4 separate regions of the Mus musculus genome follow, and regions 1, 2 and 3 are each linked to region 4. Evidence: chromatin contacts called from public HiChIP or PLAC-seq and promoter capture Hi-C data. All regions are on one chromosome and are shown on one strand. The core of a region is the stretch at or near the end of the contact, and the rest is flanking DNA. Distances in the headings are between cores, read along the strand shown. Region 1 overlaps Peli1 (pellino 1). Region 2 holds the start of Vps54 (VPS54 GARP complex subunit). Region 3 has its middle 60 kb from the start of Vps54. Region 4 holds the start of Cep68 (centrosomal protein 68).

Region 1 (2,700 bases), core at 63-2,562, 900 kb after region 4:
CTGTGGGCACGTGTGTTCAGAAAAGACAACGGCTTACTGGTCCCAGATCCCACTTCCTCATGGTACGCACACTTTTCATGCAGCCTGCCCCTTCTGTGCACATCAGTTGGCTGGTGAACAAGGCTATATCAGACTTATTTTCCAAGGACCTTTAGACTAGCAGCTGTCCTCCAGGACTGCATTGTAAGTTTATAAGCTAAGTGATTGGGTTTGCTAACCGACCCCTTGTCCATGTAAGTTTCTCTGCTCTGGTCATTTGCATTAAGATGAAGAATTTTTTAAATATTTATAAGCAATTTCTGAGAAAAATCTGGGAAACTCAAGCAAAGGAATTTTTGAAAGTTCCAGACTTCTGAACTCTGAGTTTTGAAAATCTATTTTGAGAAAAAAAAGACATAGTTTAATTTGATGCCTTCCTTTGTTTAGTGTTCTTGAATCACCGCCCACCCTCAGTGTTGAGAGGTTGTGCTGTAGAACTGAGGGTCTGTTGGTTCAAACTATGTTAGTTTACAATTTGTTGCAGACATTGTAAAATACAGCAACATGTATATTAATTTTTCTATTTATCTTTATCATAGAAAGTACCTTAGAATGTTGTGATAGGCTAGCATGGTAATGATGGTGTCACACATTTGGTGTGAGTGGTAGGGTAGTGAGCACAAGGCTCAAAGGTTTGCAAAGTTAAGGAGAAAGACAGGAGAGCTTCCCCCCCCCCCAGCCCCATAATTAGGGGATATTTCATAAAACCAGAATATTTCATAAAACCAGATTCATATTAATTACCATTGTCTAAAAGGTGTTTGTTTTTAACCATATTGACGTTAACCAGAAAATGGTTTTTTTCCTTAATCTTTCTCTCAAGTGTAGTACTAGAACAAAAGTTAATGCTAAGAAACGTTTTATATGCTCCTTTGAATATGCAATTTAATCTAGATGATCTATTTTTCTCCCATGATAACTGATCTGTTTTTAGTGCCAGCAACATTTGGCAAGTTTATTTTTTTGGATATAAACTGTGGTTCATCTGTTCACTGTTTCTAAAAAAAAAAAGAAAAAAAAGAAAAAAGAAAAGAAAAAAGAAAAAAATCCTATGAGAAAGTGAAGAAATTAACAAGAAAATTACTTGATTTGCTCTAGAAAAATTAAATAAAAAGTGTTTTGTTAATTATTCTGTATTTGGATTATTCCAGGCATTAGAACATCTAGAGCTGTAAAGGGTTGGCTGCAATGGTACCTCCCTTTGTAGCCCAGCAGACCAGCCTTAACTGTGGGCTTGACTCCTCAGGAGCTGGCCTCAGTGTGACTCATGGAAATGTTTGCTTAGCGGATGAAAGTGAGGACACACCGCAGGGGCTGCTGTTCTCTTCCTCCATATGTGCTGTGCAGGACAGTTTCTTCTCACCGTAGCCTTTTTAAATGCACCAGAAGTACAGACAGTTGCACTACACCAAACCCTTTCAACACTTGTAGAAATCAGCACACTGTAGATTAGACGGAATCATCTTTCAGTCCTTTGACTTCTTTTCCTTAAGTTTGAAAAATTGTATAATAATTGACTACTGTCAAATTTTTGTATGTGGTAGTATAGCTTTAATTTATCTTACTACATTAACGTTTTGATTTTAAAAAATTAAAACAAAAAAAGTCACTTAGAAGCCATGAACTATTTTATTTTATTGTCAATTTTTCTTGTTTTGAAAATTATCATTTGGGTTCACTCAGGAAATGCATGTCAAGATCTGTATTATAAGTTATCTGTGATGTATCAGTAGCTGCTGGTTATTACCCTTTTTTCAAGGAAATTTCGTTGATTTGAAGTTTTCTGGTTACAAACTTTGTGACCAATGCAAGGAAACCAAGTCCTGTGTTGTGTTTTGTCATTTCTGTTGAGGCTCTATATTGTAGCTTAATTTTTATTTGCAATTAATTTATTCAAACTAAGTAAATACTTTTCAAAATAGCTATGCGAATTTGTCTGTGTGGGTTCCTTTTCACACATTTGAGAATGGGAAGCCTATCCCTGACTAAACAGCCCCCAGCTTCTGACATAGTCTTGTGAAATGTATAGGATGTTCTATTTAATGTAACACTAAATATCTGTTTCTCTTAGAAGACATCATAGCAGCGGCAACATAAAAGCCTTTTTGAGGTTAGGCTTGTTAGAGTTGGCAGCTGAGCTTCCTGAATTATACTCATGATGATAAAGATTCTGTGTCCTGAACTTTCTCTCCGATCAGCTAAGAAAAGAAAACATAAGACGGTTCACTTAACTATGAAACTCAAATTTTTAAACCTCGGGGAAATAGAATCCCAAGTTGGGTGCTTTTGTTCAAGCACTTTAAATAGTGCTTCTGCACTTGGCACTATGCTTACTCTTCCGTATTAAAGACATCCAGGGGCTGGAGAGATGGCTCAGCGGTTAAGAGCACCAACTGCTCTTCCAGAGGTCATGAGTTCAATTCCCAGCAACCACATGGTGGCTCTCAACCATCTGATGCTCTCTTCTGGTGCGTCTGAAAACAGCTACAGTGTACTCATAAATATAATAAATAAATCTTTAAAAAAAAAAAAAAAAAAGACATTCAGGGACAGGACAGATGACTCAGTGGTTAAGAGCACTTGCTGCTCTTACAGATGATGCGAGTATCTCCCAGCCCCATTCTTGTGGCTTACATCACTTGTGGCTCCCTCCGGGAATCC
Region 2 (2,700 bases), core at 94-2,593, 990 kb after region 4:
TCCTTCAACCATACCTTTTTTTTTTTTTCTTGTTTTTTTTTTTTTTTTTTTTTTTTAGACAGGGCTTCTCTGTGTAGCCCTGGCTGCCCTGGAACTCTGTAGACCAGGCTGGCCAGGCTGGCCTCAAAACTCAGAAATCTGCCTGCCTCTGCCTCCCAAGTGCTAGGATTAAAGGCATGCGCCACCACTGCCTGACCAACCATACCTTTTTGGTGAGTAAATTAACAAAAGCTGTTAGCAATTTTCAATGACTTACTAAGACCAAGACTTGCATCAGTTTCTTTTTCCAGTTAACTACTGAGTTACATTTTCACTTTTGCTTTGTAAAACAGACTTTTGAAATGCATGAAACTTATTTGTAGGCTAAACAGTTCCAAAATGGAATAAAATCTTCATAAAGTTAAGAAAGACCCTCAAGTAATTAAGACTTTTTTTCTTATTTTTCCAGACCTTGGTGGCTCTGAGTCTCAAGACTCCTGAATCAACCAAAGGTGATTGGAGACTTATAAACATATTGTAGTCTAAGACACCCTATCTTGCAGATGGTAATTTTACTAGTAAGATCACAATTCTCTCTGAACTCAGCCTAATTGGAAATGCTGTTAGGAATCACAAATAGATTTTAATAATAAGCACACACACCCAAGTTTTTCAGATTTTTAAAGGGCAGGGACAACTGACTTATGCGCCTGAGAAATGTGACAGGTGATTGGAAGCCAGGAACTGGGGGGACAGGGTAGCCTCAAAAGGCCTTAAGTGCTGGAGGCCAGTGGGGTATCTGGAGTTGACCTTTCACCTTTGAAAGGCATTAATTTTGGAGACGGAGCCATGTTTGTTTACTATGAGGGGCTGAGGGAGTCAGGGCAGGCGGAAGCTAGGGCTTTAGTGGGTGTAAGCGGCCGGGAGTCAGTTGGTCTGGGGGGCGAGGGGTCCGCTCCCGCCCGCTCGCCAGGGAAGGCGGAAGGCAACGCTCGGCTTCTTTGGACAACCTGGGCGGGGGGGGGGAACCGTGCGAGCTGGAGCGCAGATCCGAGACGACTCCTGCCTTTACGAGGACGACAGGGGGAGGCACGGGGCAGCCACGCGGGGTCGTCCCCGCTCTGGGGTCGCTAGCTCTGCGGCGGCCGCGCCAGGCCCTGTCGGAGCTGCGCGGCGACTCCCGGTCTGGCCGCGGCCCTCCCGCCCCGGCGACGCCGCGGTGGATTGTGGGCTGGGGGCTGCGGCGGCCTGGCGGCGGCGGCGGCCTGCTGCACGCTCTCCGCGGACCCAGCCGCGCCGGGCCGGTGGCGTGAGGCGGGCGGCGGCGTGGGGAGCTGAGGCGCCGGGGGCGGTGGTCGCGGCGCGGCGGCGGCTCCCCTGGAGGCCGGGGATGTGGGAGAGGCGGCGGCAGCAGCGGCGGAGGCGGCGCTGCGGACCCGGGGGAGACTGCTGGCTGACAGGACACCCGGGCGAGACGTGAGGGGCCCGCCGCGGCCGCTCTGCCCCCGAGCGGCGCTGGGCTCGAGAGGGCGGCCCTGTGCTCCCGGGCCCGCCGGCCAGCAGGCGCGGGGCGGAGGCGGGAACCGGGCTCGGACCCGGCGCGCAGGGCGGCGGCGGCCGCGGAGCAGCAGTCTCGGCGCGACGTGGAGGGATGGAGGCGGCGGTGCACTAGGCCTCGTCTGGGGCTGCCGCCCGGGACCGCAGGTAGGTGCCGGGCCCGCGCTTCGCGGCCACCCTCCCCCGACCCGGTGACCGGCGGGGCGGCGGGACCCCACCCCCTCCGTCTCCTCGGGGCTTGGAGCTGACAGAGTTTCGGAGCCGGTGACCGAGCCGAAGCTTCATCCTCCCCGCCACCACCACTTCCTTCTCGGCACTCCCAGGATCCGGGCCGGCAGCTGTGCCCCAGCCCCGGCCGGCGTCCGCAGGTGCCGCCCCAGTCCCCTCGCCCCTCTCCGGAATCCGGGACCAGCAACTTCCATCAGTCCTTGTAGACGCGGAGCCCAAACTTTCCCTGTCTCCTTTCAGCCAGGCCTGAACCCCTCTTGGAGCCTTCTAGAATAAAAACACCGCCCCCCCACCCCCCCGCCCGAGAATACTAAACCAAAGAAGAACTCGGCATTGTGCAGTTTTGCATTGTAGTTTAAATTATTTTATTTCTTTCAGTTTTGCTAACTGCTGTCTGCAGGGATACAAAGACAGGCCTTCCCTGTTCCCTGTGGGTTGTCTGGGAACTTTTGCCTGACCATTATAATTAGCTACTTGGCCTGTCCGTGTATGGCTTAGGGTGACTTTTTTTTTTTTTTTTTTAAAGAATTTTGGCCTATTAGAGTTACAAAGTGTTTCTTAAAATACCTTTTTAACCAAGTTTGGTTTTTGGTCCTTATAGAGACGTCTTTTACTTTCGAAGAATTAAATTGGGCTACTTCTGTTTTCTAATTGATTTAATTTCGGGTTCTCAAACTCAGGTCAGTCTTAATACATGTTCAGCGGGCAGGGGATATTATGATACGCTGTTTGTGGTATATGGAGAAGAAGGTGATAACTTATGCTGCAGGTCTTGATGGGCATTGAGTTTTATAAATGGGAGCTCTAATTGGAAAACTATTTGACTCCCTAGCAGTTTGGCTGGAACAGATGTAATGATAGGATATGTCTGACTGTATGTAGTACAGTGAGTTGGGTTTCCTAGAAGTGGGTATTGGTGCTCTACACTAATTATCA
Region 3 (2,700 bases), core at 62-2,561, 930 kb after region 4:
GTAATCATCACAAATGGTGATCCTGCCAGTAAGAAAACTGAGCATCAGGTTTCTAGCGTCTCCACCAAGATTCTCCACCACGTCTGACTTTTTACTAAGAACTTTGCAAATCTGTGTCCAAATAACTCACTGTACTTTCTAATTTAGCAGATTAGTTTACACGGCTGTTTACAGATCTGTAATGAAAAGGGGGGTACTTCTGCTATCAGATGCATTTTCAGTACACGGCTAATGATTTATGTTCCAAGTCTCTGGGGAAGTTCTGTGTTGTCCTGTGTCTAGCTCAGAGCCATTTTCTGAACCTCATGCTGACACCTGTGCCCACCATGTTTGGTAGTGTCTTCACTTGGCCAGATTCTCCTAGGGCATCTGACTAACTCCTTAGAGACAGTGTCTCTGCGGCCATCTCTGGAAGATACACACATATCACCATGCCAGGGTCCAGGCTCCTGTACACCTCTCTTCTTTAATAAATCCACCACTTCAAGACTTGATGCTTGTATCAGAGGAAGACAAACACTAAACTATTGAAACCAAAGCCAGTTTTGCATTGGCTCTTCCCCTCTCTCAGGGAAAGGCTGCCACCTGCTGTAACACATTAGCAACAAGGGGTTTTCAACAAGGTCATTGAACACTTAAATCCTACATTCAAAATTAATGTGCATACAACCTCACTGCCTGCCGTTCCCTGAGCCGGGAGTAGAAGCAGAAATGTAAACTACAAGCACTGAGTAGAGTTAAACAGAAAGTCACCCATTGAAGGGTACCCACGAGAAACTGTCATCTCCAGAATCAAGGATGTCCTTCACCACTCAGCAGCAGAAGCTCACATTAGCTCATTGTAATCTTAGGTAAATACTGACTGGTTTTCTACTGCCTTAGCCTTTCTAGTTCTGTGTGTCCTTATTCTCTACAGCACTAGCAAGGCTTTGACACATGAGAAGACTGAAAGAGAATACAGGTTGACAACTTGGGAGACAGCAGCTCTAAGCTCGATTCTGGCTCCCTGCAGGAGCACCAGAGTCAGGATCCCAGCACTGGGATAATTTTGTCAAATAAATACTTTTTTTTTGTTTATTTGTAGCCTACCTGCTTGGTGCGGTTAGTATGTCCAAAAGAAGCAAGTTTGCATGGCTGAGAAAAACCAAAGTGAAGGAATTAGGGACATGACACCCTCAAATTTGCTGCTTGGGTGTGTTGATGATCTTAAGATAAAATCTGAAAGTCAGCAGATTCAGGGAATGGCTCTTTCTGAGCTTCCTTATCTGCCCAAGGACAGGTTTTCTAAAAGGAACTCAAGGGGAATAGGTTCCTCTCTGGGAGTTTCTCGTCATCACGGAAACAAGCCGTGTGTACACTACACCTACAGTGTTTGCAGCAGACCACTGTGTGTCTCATCTGTTGGGAGGATCTCCTCATCTGTCCCAGATTGCTAACTTGTCCATCTTCCTTCTGAAAATGGAGTATGAATCTCTCGCCTCCTTTCATTGGCTATCTGATGGTTCGTTCTTTAGCTGACAGCTGTAGCATATATACATTGCAGTGGCTTTTTTTTTTTTTCCTTGCTACTCTGCTTCCGGTCAGATACTTCACAGATGTAGCTATTTTCAGAGAAAAAACTTACCAGGTTTCCTCCAGAGGCTGCCAGATACTGTGCGGGTATTTGACAAAAGTACCATCCATTCTGTTACCCCAAACCCAGAAAGAATAAAACCAGGCAGCAAGGCATTAAAAAAAAAATTCTTGGAAGATAGAGAAAGGTCTTGCTCACACAAAGACAAGAATAAGGTGATGACGCCCAGTAGCCTCATTTCCAGAATCCTGTCTCTTCTCCTCCACTCTCTACCTCCATCCTGGGTCAGTACTGTGGCCTCTGCCACACAACAAGTATAAAGAACAAGAATGTTTCACCTTGGCCTTCAGGCCGTTTGCCACCCCAGCCGCTTCACTCTTTTTTTTTTTTTTTTCTGTTTTTTTTTTTTTTTTTTTCGAGACAGGGTTTCTCTGTGTAGCCCTGGCTGTCCTGGAACTCACTTTGTAGACCAGGCTGGCCTCCAACTCAGAAATCCGCCTGCCTCTGCCTCCCGAGTGCTGGGATTAAAGGCGAGCGCCACCACGCCCGGTTGTCTCTTCACTCTTAACAGCAATTCTAGGAATGTGACAGACTGAGGACCTAGTTAGTGATTTCAGTGTTGGGTAGACATAAGTATGAGTGAACTTGTGTTTATAAATGAATACCAAACTTCAAAAAAAAAATACAATTAAAGCAAAAGTAGGAGGAAATACAAATAACTTCAGAACAAAAATAGCTTTGAAAAGAAAGCCTCAGAGTGGAAGAAGTAGTCTTCTGAATACAAATGATCAGCCCTGAAACATACGTGCAAGTAACATGCAGATTAAGCAGGCTATATTTAGGAATATGTAGCTCAGCATGTGGCACATGCATTTAATCTCAGCACTTGGGAGGCGGAGGCAGTTGGATTGCTGTGAGTTCAAGACCAGCCTGATCTACACAGCAAGTTTCGGGACAACCAGGGCAACATAGTGAGACCCTGTCTCAAAATAAAACAAATAAAAAACAAAAGCAAAAGCCAAACAAAAAGGAGATTAGACACACACACACGGATATAAGGGGGAAATGATGTAATTAAATTATTAAAATTTTAAAAACAAAAGAAAAACTTTTTTTTTAATGCCCTA
Region 4 (2,700 bases), core at 21-2,520:
TTTATAAACCTTGGAATTGGCACTATTACTCTTCCTAGCCATGTTTTTTTGTCCTGTCGTGCTGGGGCCTAAATTCCACTTTATAGATGAGAGAACTAAGGCACACGTGAATTTATCCTGAATTAGTAGTATGAAAGGGACTAAAGTCTGAATTGATTCAGAGAGCCCAGCTGCTTCCTTAACCTGTAAAAATAATCCAACAACTTAAAGGCTTTTAAAAGTTCCGGTTCCCTCAACGTTGGGCTTCACTTGTTCTTGTTTTCTTTTGGTTTCCTTCCCTTACAGACCTTTCATCCTGTTAGGGGGCGGGGAAACCACTTCATTGCCAACCCAGGCCCATATGGGCTGCCCAGAGAAGGGTATGTTTTTCAGTTGTGGGGGTAGGGAAAAAGTTTTTAAAAGCTTCTGTGATGATGTGAAGCTGGGTTCCCTTACACCCACTGTTCCTAAGTGATCCAGAATTTAACCCAGTCCGCTGGAGAGAACTAGGTGAGTAGTGGCTTGTATTTGAACCAAGCCCAAAGCAAAAAGTGTCGCAAGCTGTATACCAGACTACCTCTTTCCTTGTCTCGGACCCCATCAATTCCCAGTAAGGTCTACTCTGCTCGGGCACTGGGAGTTTTTAGCTTTTATTATTATTTTTTTAATTTTTAATTGAATAAAACATGGTAATTATAAAATTACTAAGTTTGGGGCATGTGCTCCCGGGCTGCTGAGACTGGCTAACAGGTGACAGATGACAAGGGTAGATCTTAGAGATAAAAAGTGCGCCGCTTTGCTTTCCTCCTCCGGATGCGTTCACTGGGCCATGGAAGCAGCAGCCGTCCAGACGCGAGCGGCTGTGGCTGTGACCCGCCGGTTCTCCGCGACCAAGGTCGACGCGCGCACAGCTGCATGGGGCTGCCAGAGGTGCGGCCCCACGCGCTCTGCAGGCCGCGCTGGCCCTCCACAGCCTGCCCCTCCGCTCGCCTCCACCCGGCACGGTCCGCAAGATGGAGGCGAACGCGCGAGGCGCCCCCATCGCGGCCAGCCTTTGTGCCCTCCAGGCCGCGGGCCTCCCCCAGGGTCCCCCACGCGGAGCCCCGGGCACGAGGGGAATGCCCCGACTCGAGTCTTGGCGCCGCGACACTCGAGCCGGCCACAGCCTTTTTACCTCACTCCACACCGCCGCACGTCCCGAGCGACCCGCGTAGCTGGGCCAGGGTCCCAGGCGGCGACGACGGGGCCTCCCGCGGGCGCCCGCACTCCTGGGGAGGGAGGGCCAGGCGCCCGCCACGCCCTCCGCCCTTGCCGCTTCTCCGCGGAGGACGCCCCATGAAGCAACCAATCCAAACTCTCCGTTCGGATGCTTCACCAATCCACAGCTCGTATCTGCCATGGGAACCCGCCCCCTGCAGGACCCTGGCCTATGGGTGGCCGGAGCTTCTTTCTCCGCTGTCCGGACGCGCGTGCCAGCTGGGTGTTCGCGGTCCTGGCGTCCACGCAGGCCCACGCGGATAGCAAGGCGCGCTCTCCGCGGATCGAAGGCTTGCGGTGTTTGGGTCGACGTGCTCTCCGCGGCTGGGAGGGTGGTTCCAGGCTTGGTGCTCCCCTTTTGCGTTGTGTGGAACCCCCAGGGCATGTCCGAATCTGGGCATCGGGCAGAAGTTGGGCGAGGGGACCAGGTGTGGGTCGAGCTCCCTCCCTCCCCCCACCCCCGGCCCCTCGCCACCGTCCTGAGACTCTGAGGCTCAGGAGGCCCAGCCTGTCTCACCAGTAGTGGGAGAAGGGACTTCCACAGTGTTCTGGGCCTGTGAAGTTTAGAGAAGGAGCTGGACTGATCTTAACACGACAGAGACTTAATCCAACCTAAGACCACAAACTTAACTGCCAGGCTGGCCTGCCTGGCCATAGTGCTCCTTCTGCCTCGGCTTCCCCAGTGCAGGGAGTACAGGCAAACCCTATCATGCCCAGCTTTTTATTTGGCTTTGTTTTGTGTGTGTGTGTGTGTGTGTGTGTGTGTGTGTGTGTGTGTGTGGAGAGAGAGAGAGAGAGAGAGAGAGAGAGAGAGAGAGAGAGAGAGAGAGAGTGAGTGTAAATTTCATCGTATCCCAGGCTGAATTTGAACTCCTGATTTTGTCCCAGTCTTCCCCATACTGGGTGTTTTAAAGTAAAAGTGTATTGTTATATGCAAGGCCTTGAATTCTCTCTTCAACCCAGAAGGAAAAAGTTAAAAAGGAATTCAGAACCGAAATGTGTCAAATAGGTAGGTAGCATTTACCAGCGTGTATCCAGTTACTTGTTTAAAGGAAAAAATAAATAAAGGACGTATGAAGTCATTTAGCAGTAAATATGGTAATGCGATTGAGCACCTGGATGGTCTCAACCAGATGTGTTCTGTACTCTTCTTTGACTTTGGCCCAGCGGCCTTCTCTAAGTGTTCTTGCTCAGTTGGAAGGGCGTCCTGAAACACAGAAGCCCAGGAACCACACTGCTCTAAGAGGAAGCCTCCTAACTGAGGTGTTGCAGCTCCCAGGGGGAGGGTATCCCCAGCTCAGCCCCACTCCTGTTCTTTCCTTCTCTTCATTGCTTCTTGGCTTCTGATGAGAGAGTACCACCAGGCAGCAAAGCTCATAAAAGATATTTATTGGAGGGTCCAAAATGTGGAGGGATGAATCCAGGGGTGGCCACCTCCGCTCCAGGAGCAGAGAGCAGGGAATT

Evidence for each region. Promoter capture Hi-C pulls out the DNA fragments that hold promoters and counts their contacts. HiChIP or PLAC-seq counts read pairs in DNA pulled down with a chosen protein or histone mark.
Region 1: a contact with region 4 is called in a promoter capture Hi-C map of hippocampal neurons, with 2.6 times the contacts expected there. The contact joins the enhancer-like site here to the promoter of Cep68 in region 4. A contact is called at or near these places in 3 of 39 promoter capture datasets (the HPC-7 cell line, hippocampal neurons and liver) and 1 of 115 datasets of contacts at active chromatin or transcription factors (astrocytes).
Region 2: a contact with region 4 is called in an H3K27ac HiChIP or PLAC-seq map of double positive thymocytes, with 5 times the contacts expected there. The contact joins the promoter of Vps54 here to the promoter of Cep68 in region 4. A contact is called at or near these places in 9 of 39 promoter capture datasets (the 3T3-L1 cell line, the HPC-7 cell line, cranial neural crest and 5 more) and 7 of 115 datasets of contacts at active chromatin or transcription factors (astrocytes, double positive thymocytes, embryonic stem cells and 3 more).
Region 3: a promoter capture Hi-C map of pre-B cells shows a contact between it and region 4, with 5 times the contacts expected there. The contact joins the enhancer-like site here to the promoter of Cep68 in region 4. A contact is called at or near these places in 3 of 39 promoter capture datasets (hippocampal neurons, liver and pre-B cells), 3 of 115 datasets of contacts at active chromatin or transcription factors (large pre-B cells, pro-B cells and thymic regulatory T cells) and 1 of 9 other capture datasets (embryonic stem cells).

Annotation. Positions count from the first base shown.
Region 1 is chr11:21,148,364-21,151,063 of GRCm38.p6, forward strand. Peli1 (pellino 1) reads left to right here. Exons shown (of 7, transcript NM_023324.2): 7 at 1-1,964. The coding sequence ends at 160. Among named protein-coding and RNA genes, the nearest start is that of Peli1, 58 kb to the left of the region's middle. Within about 2 kb of position 1,313, at least 17 of the 459 cell types and tissues checked have an H3K27ac peak or open chromatin away from gene starts, as enhancers often do. A contact at or near this core is called in hippocampal neurons, where this site is marked.
Region 2 is chr11:21,237,689-21,240,388 of GRCm38.p6, forward strand. It overlaps Vps54 (VPS54 GARP complex subunit), which reads left to right and starts at 1,344. Exons shown (of 23, transcript NM_139061.5): 1 at 1,344-1,683.
Region 3 is chr11:21,177,965-21,180,664 of GRCm38.p6, forward strand. No RefSeq gene overlaps it. Among named protein-coding and RNA genes, the nearest start is that of Vps54, 60 kb to the right of the region's middle. Within about 2 kb of position 1,312, at least 76 of the 459 cell types and tissues checked have an H3K27ac peak or open chromatin away from gene starts, as enhancers often do. A contact at or near this core is called in pre-B cells, pro-B cells and thymic regulatory T cells, where this site is marked.
Region 4 is chr11:20,248,154-20,250,853 of GRCm38.p6, forward strand. It overlaps Cep68 (centrosomal protein 68), which reads right to left and starts at 1,271. Exons shown (of 7, transcript NM_172260.3): 1 at 1,154-1,271.